Linked DNA regions of Cricetulus griseus: region 1 is linked to region 2. A link is a contact called in public Hi-C data. All regions are on one chromosome and are shown on one strand. Each heading gives the region's core, a stretch centred on a gene start, on an enhancer-like site or on the middle of the called end of the contact. The rest is flanking DNA. Distances are from core to core; before and after follow the strand shown. Region 1 holds the start of Mgll (monoglyceride lipase). Region 2 overlaps Mgll (monoglyceride lipase).

The links. Hi-C and Micro-C count contacts between places; a contact is called where the count stands out from the background.
Region 1: a contact with region 2 is called in a Hi-C map of fibroblasts, with 6 times the contacts expected there. The contact joins the promoter of Mgll here to the enhancer-like site in region 2. A contact is called at or near these places in 2 of 8 Hi-C or Micro-C datasets (fibroblasts and liver).

What each region holds. Positions count from the first base shown.
Region 1 is chr8:54,572,813-54,578,940 of CriGri-PICRH-1.0, reverse strand. Mgll (monoglyceride lipase) reads left to right here and starts at 2,562. Exons shown (of 8, transcript XM_035448873.1): 1 at 2,562-2,571; 2 at 3,061-3,205. The coding sequence starts at 2,562.
Region 2 is chr8:54,472,718-54,479,219 of CriGri-PICRH-1.0, reverse strand. It overlaps Mgll (monoglyceride lipase), which reads left to right. Exons shown (of 8, transcript XM_035448873.1): 8 at 1,996-2,121. The coding sequence ends at 2,121. Among named protein-coding and RNA genes, the nearest start is that of Abtb1, 15 kb to the right of the region's middle. Within about 2 kb of position 2,584, at least 1 of the 6 cell types and tissues checked has open chromatin away from gene starts, as enhancers often do.

The DNA.
Region 1 (6,128 bases), core at 1,313-3,812, 100 kb before region 2:
TGTTGATAGCTCCAGTGACCTCTCTTCTCAAAACTTTCAAACCATTGAGAACCACAAAACACTGGTGTTGGGAACATTCGAAACAGTGGCTGCAGGATCTGGCCACCCTTCCTTTCAGTAAACCACAGTTGAAGTTAACAGTGGTATGTAACTAATAGGCCCAGCCCAGCTTTGAGACCAGGCTCCCAGCCCCTCCCCTGAGCCTGCTGCCTAACCCTGGCCTACTAGAAAATACAAAAACAGCCTCAAGAAGTCATTTAGCCAGTCTTTCATGTCCAAGCCCTGGAGATCTGCCTAAGGCAGAGGGTGAGCTCACCCTAACCCTCAGCATGGCCTGCAACCAGACTGTCTCTCAGAGGGCCTCCTTTTATTTTTCAAGTTAGATTGCAGGCTCTGCTGCAACCTCACTTCTGTGGATATCACCAATTATGCCTAGATAGTGGCACTATTCAATACTGCTATTTTGCAAAGTGGTTGGTCAAGAAGAAAGTGCAGTAGTCAGGTGTCAGGCATAAGACACAGTGAACAGGCTGTAAATTTAGGGATGGATTCCAGACACTCCACAGTCACACAGCCAGCTGTGCCAGTGGGACCAGGCTCCTGGGGTATCTAGGGGAAGGTGGTTTCATGTAGTGCGTGTGCGTGTGTGTGTGTGTGTGTGTGTGTGTGTGTGTGTGTGTGTGTGTGTGTGTGTGATGTGTCTGTTTCTTCTACAGGGTTCTAAGCACTTGTGAATGTCATATGTCTTTACCTATTTGGGTGTGTGTGGTGTGTTGTTCACCTCTGTTGTGAATGAAAACTCCCGGAAAGAAGCTACATCTGGCTGTGAAGGGAAACTGAAAGGAACCTGTGTCTGCAGAAACTGGTGGATCAGTATTTCAGTTTTGTGGAAAGGTTGAAATGTTGCAGATCCGGAGGAGAATTACCTTATCTTGGGCTAAATTCTGGTCTTCCAGAACAGCCACTCCTTCCTTGACCCTCTTTGTCTGAACTAACATCTTGTGACAAAAGATAAAAAACCTTTTAGAATCTATTGACTGAACAGGACAACTAGCTTCTACCAATCCAAAAGCTAAGCATGCTGTCAGATAGCATCTTGAACCTGTAGGAAAACTTCCCCTATCTCACTGTACCTACCTGGCTGGTGTACCCTCTAATGTGTTTTAAACTTGCCTTGATTTATGACTTTCTCTGTTCTGTAAAACTATAAAAAACTTCCTGAAACTGCTTCCATATTGCAACACGGAATTTGGGTAACCGAGGTCTGGGTTCCCAGGCCATGGCCACTCAGAATGGCTCCAAAATAAATAATCTTATTCCCTTTGAGATGGAAGCTGTGGTTTTTGTGTCTACACTGTGGATGTGGTGTATTGTTTTTCATCTGTGTGCATAGTGTGTAGGAAGTGTGAGTCCATGCTGTTGTGTGTCTATATTCATGTAGTAACTGTGACATTCATGTGTGCCCCTGTGTGTAGCTAGCATCTGGGGGAAGGGTCCTGAGGATGTGTCCTTGTGTCCGTTTGGGTGTGCCCGCACCTGTGCTATGTGAATGTGGGTCTCGCACGAGTGCATCTGTAAACATGTGCATTCAGTACTTGTGAGCATGTACCTGTGTGTGGATCAGTGCTCTAGCCTGTGCGCCTGGGCTGGAGGAGCCCCTTAGTTCGGTTCAGAGCCCCATGACAGTCCCCATGCGGCTGCCGGGTAGGGCCGGGAAGAGCGCGTGGCAGGTCGGCGGGCGGTGCCCCGCTCCTCCCCGGGGGCCGGGCACACGTGGGCCCCCGGCGCCGCCTCCCCGCGCGTCCCCACCCAGCGGGCCGCCCCCGCCGCCGAGCGGCTGGGGATAAAGTGGCGGCGCAGACGCCGCGCCCTATCGCCGCAGCTGGCCACGCGCAGTAGTCTGGCTCTAGCCCTCCGCAGACCGGGACCCGCGTGGTGCTCGGGGGACGTGACAGCGGCGCTCGTGGCCCGGGTAACTGCCTCCCGCCCCTGCCTCAGGATAGGAGCCACCGCCAGGGGTCCCCTGCGCGCGTGTGCGTGCGCACGAGTGTGCGCGCGTGTCAGCGTGAGCGCGCCCCTCGCGCCCTCGCACCAACCCCCAAACCGACTTGTGCCGTCAACTGCATCTTTCCAGCCCGGTGTGGGGACACCGGCCAAGTCCTCGCTGTGTGTGGCATGCCGATGACAGCCGTGGGGCTTCTTTCCCCAAGCAGTCGCGGGCGGGCAGGAGGCAAAGTTTGTCGGAGAATCGGGGTGACTTTGCTCGGGGACCCGCATCTGCGCGAATGCGCGGTGCCGCGGAGCGCGTCTCGCAGCAGCTCCGGGCTGGGGACCGGTTATCCCTCGCTCCCGGAACCCCTTCAGGGGTGTGTTCTGGAAAAGTGGTGACATGAGCTAGAGCTGGAGCGGCAGGAGGGAGCAGCTCGCACCCCTGCAGCCCAGGCGGGGAGGGCGCAGACCCCGCGGTGCTGCCCTGCGGCCGCGATGAGGGAACAGCCCTCGTTTGCCTGGCGCTGATACTCGAGGCTGTGGCGGTAGTGGAATGCAAAAGCCAGGACGGAATGGAAACAGGTTTGTCATGGCATCTTTGGCATTCAGAAGGGAGAAATCGCTGGGGGCTTGTCACTTACTTATTATGGCCCCTAGAATCCACTCAGTGGAGATTTTAGGAGAGATGGGTTCCTGCAGCTGGGGCTTTATACCCCACGGAACTGAGTGTAATTTCCCCTTGATTACAGCTAAAACAGTCTTTAAGATGAAGTTTCCTGAGATTTGAAATAAACACAGATGGGAGGGGGCTGTAATGAGGCACTTAAAAAAAGGACTTAAGGACAAGTGTGAGTTTTCAGACTTGGAGAGGTTTGCAAGAGATGTATGTAAATATATATATATATATATATATATATATATATATATATATATATATTTGAGGTGTTTTTTCTTTTTAACTGCTTAAGGAAAAAAAAAAGCCACTGTCCTGACCCTGAATAAGGCTTTCTTTCCTCCCCAGTGGACATGAGTGAATTTCTGACTTTAGAATATGTCCACCTTTCTTCCAAGGGCCAGAAGACCTCAACAGGATGCCTGAGGCAAGTTCTCCCAGGCGAACTCCCCAGAATGTCCCCTACCAGGACCTGCCTCACCTGGTCAACGCAGACGGACAGTACCTCTTTTGTAGGTACTGGAAACCCACTGGCACACCCAAGTAAGTTCCCTCAGAACCCACTGAGTGGATTCTAGGGGCCTCCTCCTTGGTGGCACCTGCTTCTCTTCCTTGGTCATCATGGGGTCCACCCTTTCTGTGAGTTCCCTCCAACGCCATTGACACCCCTGGCACAGTGGTGGTAGCAGAGTTGAGAGGTGTACTTAACATAGGATTTTCTTAAGAATGAGGGATCAAGAGTTCTCTTTTCACTACAACTAGGATAGGATTCTACTGTCTTTTCAGAGATTCACATGACTTTTTTTTTTTTTTTTTTGGTACCAGAATTAATTTCCCATTGGAAGCATTCATTTAAAAGCAAACCTAACAATTAAAGAAAAAAAATGGGCTGAATTGATGAGAAAACTAAAATTATGTGTGTGCGTATGTACCTTTTAACCTCTGCTGTCTATTCCTGCTTAATCCTGAGGTTCAGAGATGATACCCAGCTGGCTGGCATGAGAGGGGTCTGGTGTTTTTCTTCTGGCTCCTTGCCAGCTCAGTCACCCTGTCCCTTCCCCACCTGAATCCAGGATTTGCCTTGCTGTTAGAAATGGGTTGGGGCTGGGTACAGCCAGACAGCTGCTCTCTTGCCATTCTGTTCCTCCTGGATGAAGCCCTGTTTGTTGGTGTTATTCAGGCCAGAGAATATTTGTGGCAGCCTTGGCCTGGTGAAGTCACTGTTCCTGTTCCCTGTTTCAGAGGAGGCTTACCTGTTCTATGGGCCTCTTGTCTCCCAGGGTCCTGGTGGGTATGTATTCTGTCTCCCACTGGGGCTCTGGGGTTACCTAGTTGAGTGACTTTCTCAACCAGGTGTGTGCAATCCAGCGGGCTTCCTGCTAACAACACAGAGGTAGCGACTGTTAATATCATGGCTTCGGGGCAGTTGCACCAGTTATGCTGTCTTCAGTGTGTTAACCACAGTGGGCAGTGGTGCACAGGCTGGTAGATGCTCTGCCCGTTCTTAAAGATGTGCTGTAGAGGAGAGTGTGCTGGGGTGTGCAGGTGTGTGGAGGTTGGAGCGTCGGTCCCCCTCGTTAATCATTAATTCTCACTCTGACTTACCCAACACGGGCACCGGACATTGTTTTTACTTTCTAACAAGTCCTTATACAGTGAGCAGCTTGATCACTACTAGAGGGGAAACGGAATGAAAGTCCGTTGTTGATGTCCAGCTGGAGCCTTTGGAGGCTTTGTTGGTGGAGTAGTGACAGTGCCCCAGTTCACAGTAGAACACAGAGGGCCTGCAGTCTTCAGCAGGGGGAAGGGAGATGGTGGGCTGGGCCAGGAATGGCCAAGTTGGCTGCCCTCGCCTTGGCTGTGGGTGGTTTTCACAATCTCCCTACTGAAGTTGTGATGCAGGCAGCTCCCGGCTCACTTGCTTTTGCTCTAGTTAGAGACAGCAGCCCAACATCTTGGCTTCAACTGAACCGGCTCTTGGAAGTCAGCATCCGTCTTGTGATAGATGCGATGGGCATAGGAATGGGGCTGGACAGTGGCTGTTACTGGGCTCAAAGATTTGGAAGAAATGTGTGTCCAGAAAAAAAAAAAAAACAAAAACAAACAAAAAAAAAAAAAACAAGTTAAAGTGCAGGAGGCATGAACTAGAGAAAGCCACAGAACCATTAGCATTTGTGGCTTGGCCACTTCCCATACTGTTAGCTCTGTGTTGTAAGAGAAGATAGACAGGTCCTGAAGATAGACAGGTGCCAGCTCTATGGTTTCACAAATAGCCCAGGTAGTTGTCTCTGGATTCCGCTGTCTGCCTGGCCTGCCACCACCTCCCAGAGAGAATTCATTTGGTAAACTATCTTTGGGACTGGGGACTGCCTCTGATGGAGCCAGTCTTGGGAACATTTCACAACCAGCTCAGACGAATTGAGACCACACTGTCCTGGAAGGCTCCTTTGGAGAGCGATATACATCCTTGTTGTTGATGGGCCTTGGAGAGGTCTTAATGGCCCCTTAGAAAGTGTCATAGCAGCTAGGGTAGTAGAACGGCAGTGGGGCTTAGAGCAGGGGCCTATGCCAGCTGGTAGCCAGGGGTCTCCAGGTCTCAATCACAGGAGCAGATGCTTGACAAGCTTTTGTCTCTCATAGTCTGAGAGACCCCAAAATGTCTTTGCCCACGTAGCACCTTCTGCTTGCCAGCAGGAAGAGAGGGTACCTCAGCCTACCCCTATCCTAGAGCTTTTCCCTTCTCTCATTGCAATCTGGGCCTCCCCTTGCATAACAAGCCTCCTCCCAGTCGGGAGGAAAGAGGGGAGGAAAGGATGAGAAAGAGCAAGGAGGCTGAACCTCCATGCCTGTCCCACTGACCACATGATGTTTCTCTGTTACTGTTAACCTCAGATGTCTGCTCCCTAGAACCCCGGGGCCTGTCTCTGTGACTTGGCATTTGTTAGGTTGCTTTTATGGTCAGCTTGCTGTCCTCCTATTCCCTTCCAGGGGCACCTGATATCTGGAGGACTGGCTCTGCAGGTGCCCAGGCAACAAAGTTACAGGTGTCTGCTGGTCACAAGCTGGCAAACCGGCCCAACCTGCTTCTGGATGCTGGTTAAAACTCCCCCAGGAACAAGAGAACTAGCTGTTCTTGGGATAGTTGGTGCAGCTACAGCGGAAGCTGATCATATCTTTACAAATGGTAAACTCCCCAGACCTTAAGGAAGAAGAGAGCATTCCTGGGATAGTTGTTGCAATATGAATGTGCAAACGTGCTTGTTTTCCATATGGTAGGCTGGAGTCTTGGGTTCAGTTAATCATTACGCCCTTTGGCCACATCAAGGCAGGTCTTACTCATCCAGATGTATTTACAGTCATGAAAATACTGTGTTACTTACTGTGGATCTCATTTTTGTGGAGGACCTAGTACGGTTCAGAGATTGATCTAGGCCCTGTCCATACCTGGTCTTTTCAATGTCCACAC
Region 2 (6,502 bases), core at 1,335-3,834:
AGAGTACCACTCAGTGACTTTCAAGATAGATGCTTTTTGAGTCCAGATATACTTGCCTATGTCCCACTGAACTAGGAGGCAACCCGACTGAGGAGGCGAGGCCCTACTGGGTACCAAACAATATGGAACCCTGAAACTGAAGCATACCTACACTCCCTTGCCCACATTATTGGGCTCCTGGTCTGTGCAGGTGTAGGGGTGCCATAGAATCTGGGTTACATCCTCACTGTGTTACAAAGACAGGTTATTCTTCAAGAGTGGTAGAGGTCAGTATTTGAACTGAGGTCCTTGGAGTTGAGTCCTCAGTCCCTCCAAACCCTGCACCATTCTGGAAGAGACTCATATCTTTGCAAATTATCAAGGGCTTATCTGTAATGGAGCTCTTGCCTCATTCAGGGAGGGCCCCAGGGTTCCATCCCAGCTCCAAGCTCCCAGAGAATTAACTTTTCACTCAGCAGTCTCCCATCACTTCTGCAACTCTTATTTATTGAGTTCTGACTTAGTGAAGGTCATGCAGACATCTGACAAAGACTGACCCTCTCTTGGAGCCTGCACCCCACAGTAGGTGAACAAAGAGAAAATGGATGCTCAGATTGTCTATAGACAGGGTCAGTCTGCAGGACAGAGGGATGCTGGGGCACTCCCCTCCTATGAAGCAGGCAAGCCAAGAATTTACAGGGAGAATAGCCACGACAGAACATTCCAGAACAAGCAAGGGAAGTTGGGGGAGGGGACTTGATTTTGGCACAGGGAGCATCATGAGAACAAGGCTGGCACAGGGGGAGGAGCTCATGAGAAACACTGTTCACAGCTGAGGTAAGAAACAAGCATGTCGCCCTCAGATGGGAGATGCCTGTGCCTGTTAGAGCACAATCCCACCTAAAGAGCGAATGTCTGTACCACATGGAGGCTTCTGGAGGATGGTAAATGTATTGAAAAAACAAAATGAGCCAGGCTCAGAAAGCCAAGAGTGGCATGCATGCTCTTATGGACATATGTGAACTAAATCCCTAAACCTACACTATAAACATTCAAATTATGATTCCCAAGGATGGGAGAGTGAGGAGGGAGAGACAGGAGGATAGGTAGGTTAGGGGCAAATGCAGTTAGGTGGCTACGTCCTGGTGTTCCGTAGCTCATTGAATAGTTCCAAAGAGAAGAGGCATGTTGAGTGCTCTTAGCACAGAGAAGTAAAGGACCAGGGGCAATGGATGAGATGATTGCTCCACACAGTATTGAAGGATGCTCCTGGGGTTTAGGCCTGTAAAAGCAAGGAGACTGCAGTGCCCCCTCTGAGACGGGTGACCCCAGCAGACAGCAGAGAGAAATCTTAAGGCAAATGGCTAACTAGAAGAAGGCTAGCTAACTAGAGGGACATTTTAGTCAGCCATGTAGTACGGGTTTCTAAGCCATGAGTGGCTACTAGGTTGCTAGGACTGTAGGAGCCACCAGCAAGGGAGGGAGCGGACAGGGGCCACTAATCTGCCTCTGAACACTGCTGGTAAGTCCAGAGTCATCCAAGCTACAAGTGACCGGGTAGGACAAATGAGATCCCAGGAGACCTTGCCAAGGGCCACTGCTGTGCACTGGGGGTTGGAGGCGGAGACCTGGGGGAAAGGACAGAAGACGGGGCATGAAGATGGACAGAGCTTCCTGGCAGGAAGGTTCTGGGGATCTAAGCTGTACCAGCAGCTGGAGAGCCCTGGGAACAGCATGGAATGTCCAGATTGTTGCAAAATTGTCATTTGTGATTAGAAGGTGCTAGCTAGAGCAGGACGGAAGGGATCCATACCTGCCTTCTCAGCTACCAGGAGCCTGAGGTGGGACAATGGCTAGCCATGTAAGGCTAGCTTAAGCAACATGGCAGTGTCCCATCTGAAATGAACTAGGGGGAACACTGGGAATGATTGCCGAGTGAGTGCATCATAAGTATGACGTTGTGTGCCCTGCCCGACCCATACACCAGGTCTAATTCCCTGGCCCTTCTGATTACAGATGTATGAAGGTGCCTACCACGTTCTCCACAAGGAACTTCCAGAAGTGACCAAGTCCGTCCTCCATGAAATAAATATGTGGCTTTCTCACAGGACAGCAGCAACAGGCGCTGGGTGCCCACCCTGAATGTACTGGCCAGGCAATCAGCTCGTGGTCTTGGGGGAAGCAGGTAGAGGAAGGGCAGTGCCGGCTGGCTTGAAAAAAAAAATCACAAATTGGAGGGAACCCTAGTGCAATTTACTCTGAAGGAAAAAAAATGATAATTTGTCATATATAAGGCTATTGGCCACTGTCTCTACCACCCTTGGGGGTAGGCACTTTATAAAAGAGGGAGTATATTTTCCACACACAGACTGTGTTGGAATATCCTTTGATTAAAAAATTCAGCCTCTGCCCTCCTCTCCCAGCTCCCGTGGGGTTCAGGGACTCTCTCGTAGTCCCATGTCCCAGCCTGCAATAATCAGAGGTCTCTCTCCTCCTGTCCCAAGCCTTCTCTGACTGGCTGTTCTCTGGCATGTGATGAGGTGGCCTGTGTCCCCAGAGCTAGCTCCTTAGTAGGCTCACGTGCCCCTCCGAGGCACTTCCTCAAAATGGGCAGCCACCCTATGACCTGGTCAGTGACTTCTCAGATGGAAGCCAGGCGTTGGGGAGGGAGGGTGGCCCTGAAGCTCTTCTCCCCACACAGCCCTTCCCCCTGCCGGGAGTTTGGTTACCCAGAGCATGTCGTATGCATTGAGAAAGGCTCTTTTTCTCAGGTTACTAAGTACTCCATGCTGAGGAGGGTGGCTTTGAAGATAAATGTTTAATATATATGGTATATTCTAAAGACTATATGGGTGGGGGTGGGGGGGTGGAGCCTGGACATCTTTGGAAGAACTGGTACCCACACAGGGCCAGTCTGCTGAAGGTCCCAGTCCCCTAAATGAGGAAAAAACAGAGGATAGAGGACTGTGGCCTGGGCTGTCCCTCTGTCCAGAGTCAACTAGGAGTCGCTTGCCAGTAGCATAGCTACCTCCGGTGGCAGGGGAGACTCTTATGAAGCCATGGTGCTGCCTGCCTGCCCAGGGCAGCAAGAGCACTCAGTGGCCACCCACAGACAAGGACCACAGCTGTCTGCACCCCATCGCAGGCTGCAGCAGGATGGCTCAGCCAGGCCTCATAGAGGCCGCCCTGGAGCAGTGAAGTCCAAGCCCCGTGTCCTCTCAGGTGCCCGTCCAGAGGCCTGCCCCAGGCCTCACTTAGTGCCAGCAATAACTGGGGCTCACTGCCCCCTTGGAGCACTTTCATCTTTACAGAGGGGCTTGCTGTTACCTCAGGATTCTTGTTAGTGCACATAGGACCCTGGGAAGGGGGCGCTGCTGCCAGGGAGAACTGCTTGGCTGCAGGGAGGGGTGAGTGGACCCTTGATCCTCCAGAAAGCTGCAATTCAGGGCCCTATGGTCTTGAAAGAGGCACCTGTCAACCCTAGGCTCTGTCATTTCTGGAGTTTATTCTAAGACCTGGGGAGGACCCTCTGCCCTCTCTGGTGGCCCTGACCATGCATGGCAGTCAGAAGCTGGCCACCTACTACAGGCCATAAGGACACTGTGCCCCTCAGCAGGGCCAAGCACTGCATACAGGGAAGGCAGTGTCCAGAGCTGTCCAGAGGCCTCTCTTAGCTCTGCATCTCTTTAGAAAAAAAGACAAAGTGTGCTAAGAAGAGGGGCAGTCAGCACCCCCAGCTGTTCAGGGAACCCTGGACAGCAGCAGACAGGCAAGGGGTGTTTCTGTTCTCCATTAAGAAAAAAAAAAAAAAAAAAAAGGACCCCCAACTCCAGACTGCTGTGCTCCAGGGCCCAGATCTGTGACTCTTCTCAGGAGCCACCCAAGCTGCTCCCAGAAGCACATGCTGACAATGTCACTTTGCAAACCACATGCTGGTACCTGGGCTGGTAGCATTCGTGCATGACTTCATCTACAGAGATGCATGTACTTCTGGTTAAGGAATCGCTAACACTAAAAAGGGGGACATGGTCTGAAATTAGGACTCTCTTGTGAAACCTGAAGAGGGGACAGGGACATGAATGCATCATGTCCTGCATGACAAAACCTGTCTGTAGAGGGCTGGGCCGGCCAGCCGGCCAGCCTTGTGCAGACTCTGCCCTTGGTACTGGAGGAAGCCTGACAAGCTGGGCTTCATAGTCACCCCATCACCAGGATGCAGAGGGATTGGGGTGTGGGAGGGATATGAAGAAGGTGGGAGCCAGCAAGGGGCCACGAGAGCCCTGCCCAGGTGACGGAGAGGGGACCCAGACCCAAGCACCTGTAAGAACACAGCGCCTTCTCCAACAGGACGGACTTAGTGCCTGAAAAGCTTCTTAGGAAAGGGCACCACCTGCAGGTAGTGGGCGTCTCAGCCACTAAGTCCCAGTTCCTCGGTATCCTGTAGGGGAACAGCCTCCCACCACCATGGCCCCTCAGCTTCTGGATGTCCTGGGACCATCGTGAGAGTAGTTGGGGTGCTCTAATACCACAGGGCTCTGCTCAGACCCCACCCCAGGCCACCTCACACTTCCCTTTCTCTTCTGATTGCTAATGTAACTTTCTAGGGATCACAGTGGCTCACTGGTTTGTTACTGTCACCGCGCTCCCCATGTGTACTCTTAGTGGGGATCCTGTACCGGCTTAGAACTAAAGAAACCAATGTGCACTACAGCTCACCGTAATAAATCACATGCTTTTGGAGAGTCCTGTGTCTGTCTGGCCTCTTGTTCTGTGTGTCTACCCTTTTGCTAAGAGAACCACAGGCCTGTGCTGGAAGCAGTGACACATCAATGCCAGTCACCTGACGTGAACTCAGCAGCCCTTCCAGGGCCAAATGCCAACCGGACACATGGATTGTGTCTTCTCCCATCCATTCTTGGGGAGGCCATGCTGAATCATAGATTCATCCCTCAGCACCCCCATCCAACCCCACCCTCCAGTGCTCAGGCAGCCTTAACAGCTTGCTGCTCTGTTGCTGTCCTGTTGGGTGCCCAGGATGGCCAAGCCCCATCTTCACCCACGTCTACTCCCTGACCAAGAGTAATCCAGGACATCTATTGCTGGTGTCCTGGGCACCTCCCCTTGCTCCCCATCGTCTCCTGACCTAACAGCTCTGCTTTCAGAGTATTGGCACCAAACCTATCACTATAACTGCTGGGAAACAGCAGGAGTGCCCGACAAGTCAGAAGTGAGCCTCCCCTATGCAATGGCCTCGTGGGACCCCAGCTCACTAAAGGCCGAGGACCCTACTAAGAGTGGTTTCTTACCTGTGGCACGAATAGCCTCACCATGCCCTGTCCCTAATGGATACGATACACTATTTGTCCTCTGGGCAGCCCTGTCTTTTACTTGGGTTGTGAGGTGAGAAGTACCTGTTCCAACTATTGTCCAGAGGGTCCCCCAGAAATGCTTTGTCATGGGGGCTGTAGAGGGAGGGAGGGAATGAACAGGAGGAGGGGCAGAGGGAAAGAAGTAACTAAATGAGCACAGGGGGTGAGAATGAATGCATGAAGGTGAACAAAGAAGAAAGGAGTGTCAAAAAAAATAAGACAGTTCCTACTTCAAAGAGGACATATGAGTATATATGTATATATGAGTTTATATGAGTGATGATGGCCTGGGAACATGGATTCAGATCACTACAAATTCTAGGTTCCAATGACATTCTTACAGTAACTGAACTAAGAAATTCATGAATCAAGGCACTTCAAGGACATTGATGGAAACATCAGATACACAGGTGTTAGTTGTCTGTATAAGAAATGTCCCCTATAAGCTCTGGTATGTGAATATCTGGTTCCCTGTTGCTGGTGCTGTTTACAGAGGCTATGGAGCCTTTAGGAGTCTTGCTGGAGAAGTACATCACTGTGAATGGACTAAGTCACTCCTGCTCATGGTGCTTTGTCTCCGCAACAAAAAGTAACACAGCAAATGGAAGAAAAATCAGGAAGTCTCGGCTGTACTCTTACTCTTTGGGGGCCTGCCACCCAGTTCCCAAATTAATACATGGAGACTTAATCTTATGAATGCCCGGCCTTAGCTTTTCTGTTTAGCTTTTCTTAAATTATCCCATCTACCTTTTGCCTCTGGGCTTCTACCTTTCTCTATTCTATATACCTTTCTTTCCTTCTTACACCACAGCTGGTTGTGTGGCTGGTGGCTGGCCCCTGGATGTGTCCTCTTCCCATGCCTCCCTCTTCTTTTATTCTTTCTGCCTGGCAGCCCCGCCTATCCTCCCTCCTGCCTTGCTATTGGCCGTTCAGCTATTTAATTAGCCCAATCAGGTGTTTTAGGCAGGCAAAGTAACACAGCTTTACAGGGTTAAACAAATGAAACAAAAGAATGCAACACATCTTTGCATCATTAAACAAATATTCAACAGCATAAACAAAATGTAACACATAGTAATATTCCACAACACTCTACTATAGACCACGGATGCTAACTGATGACATTCTTAGCTTTTGGTTGATGAAAGCTGCTG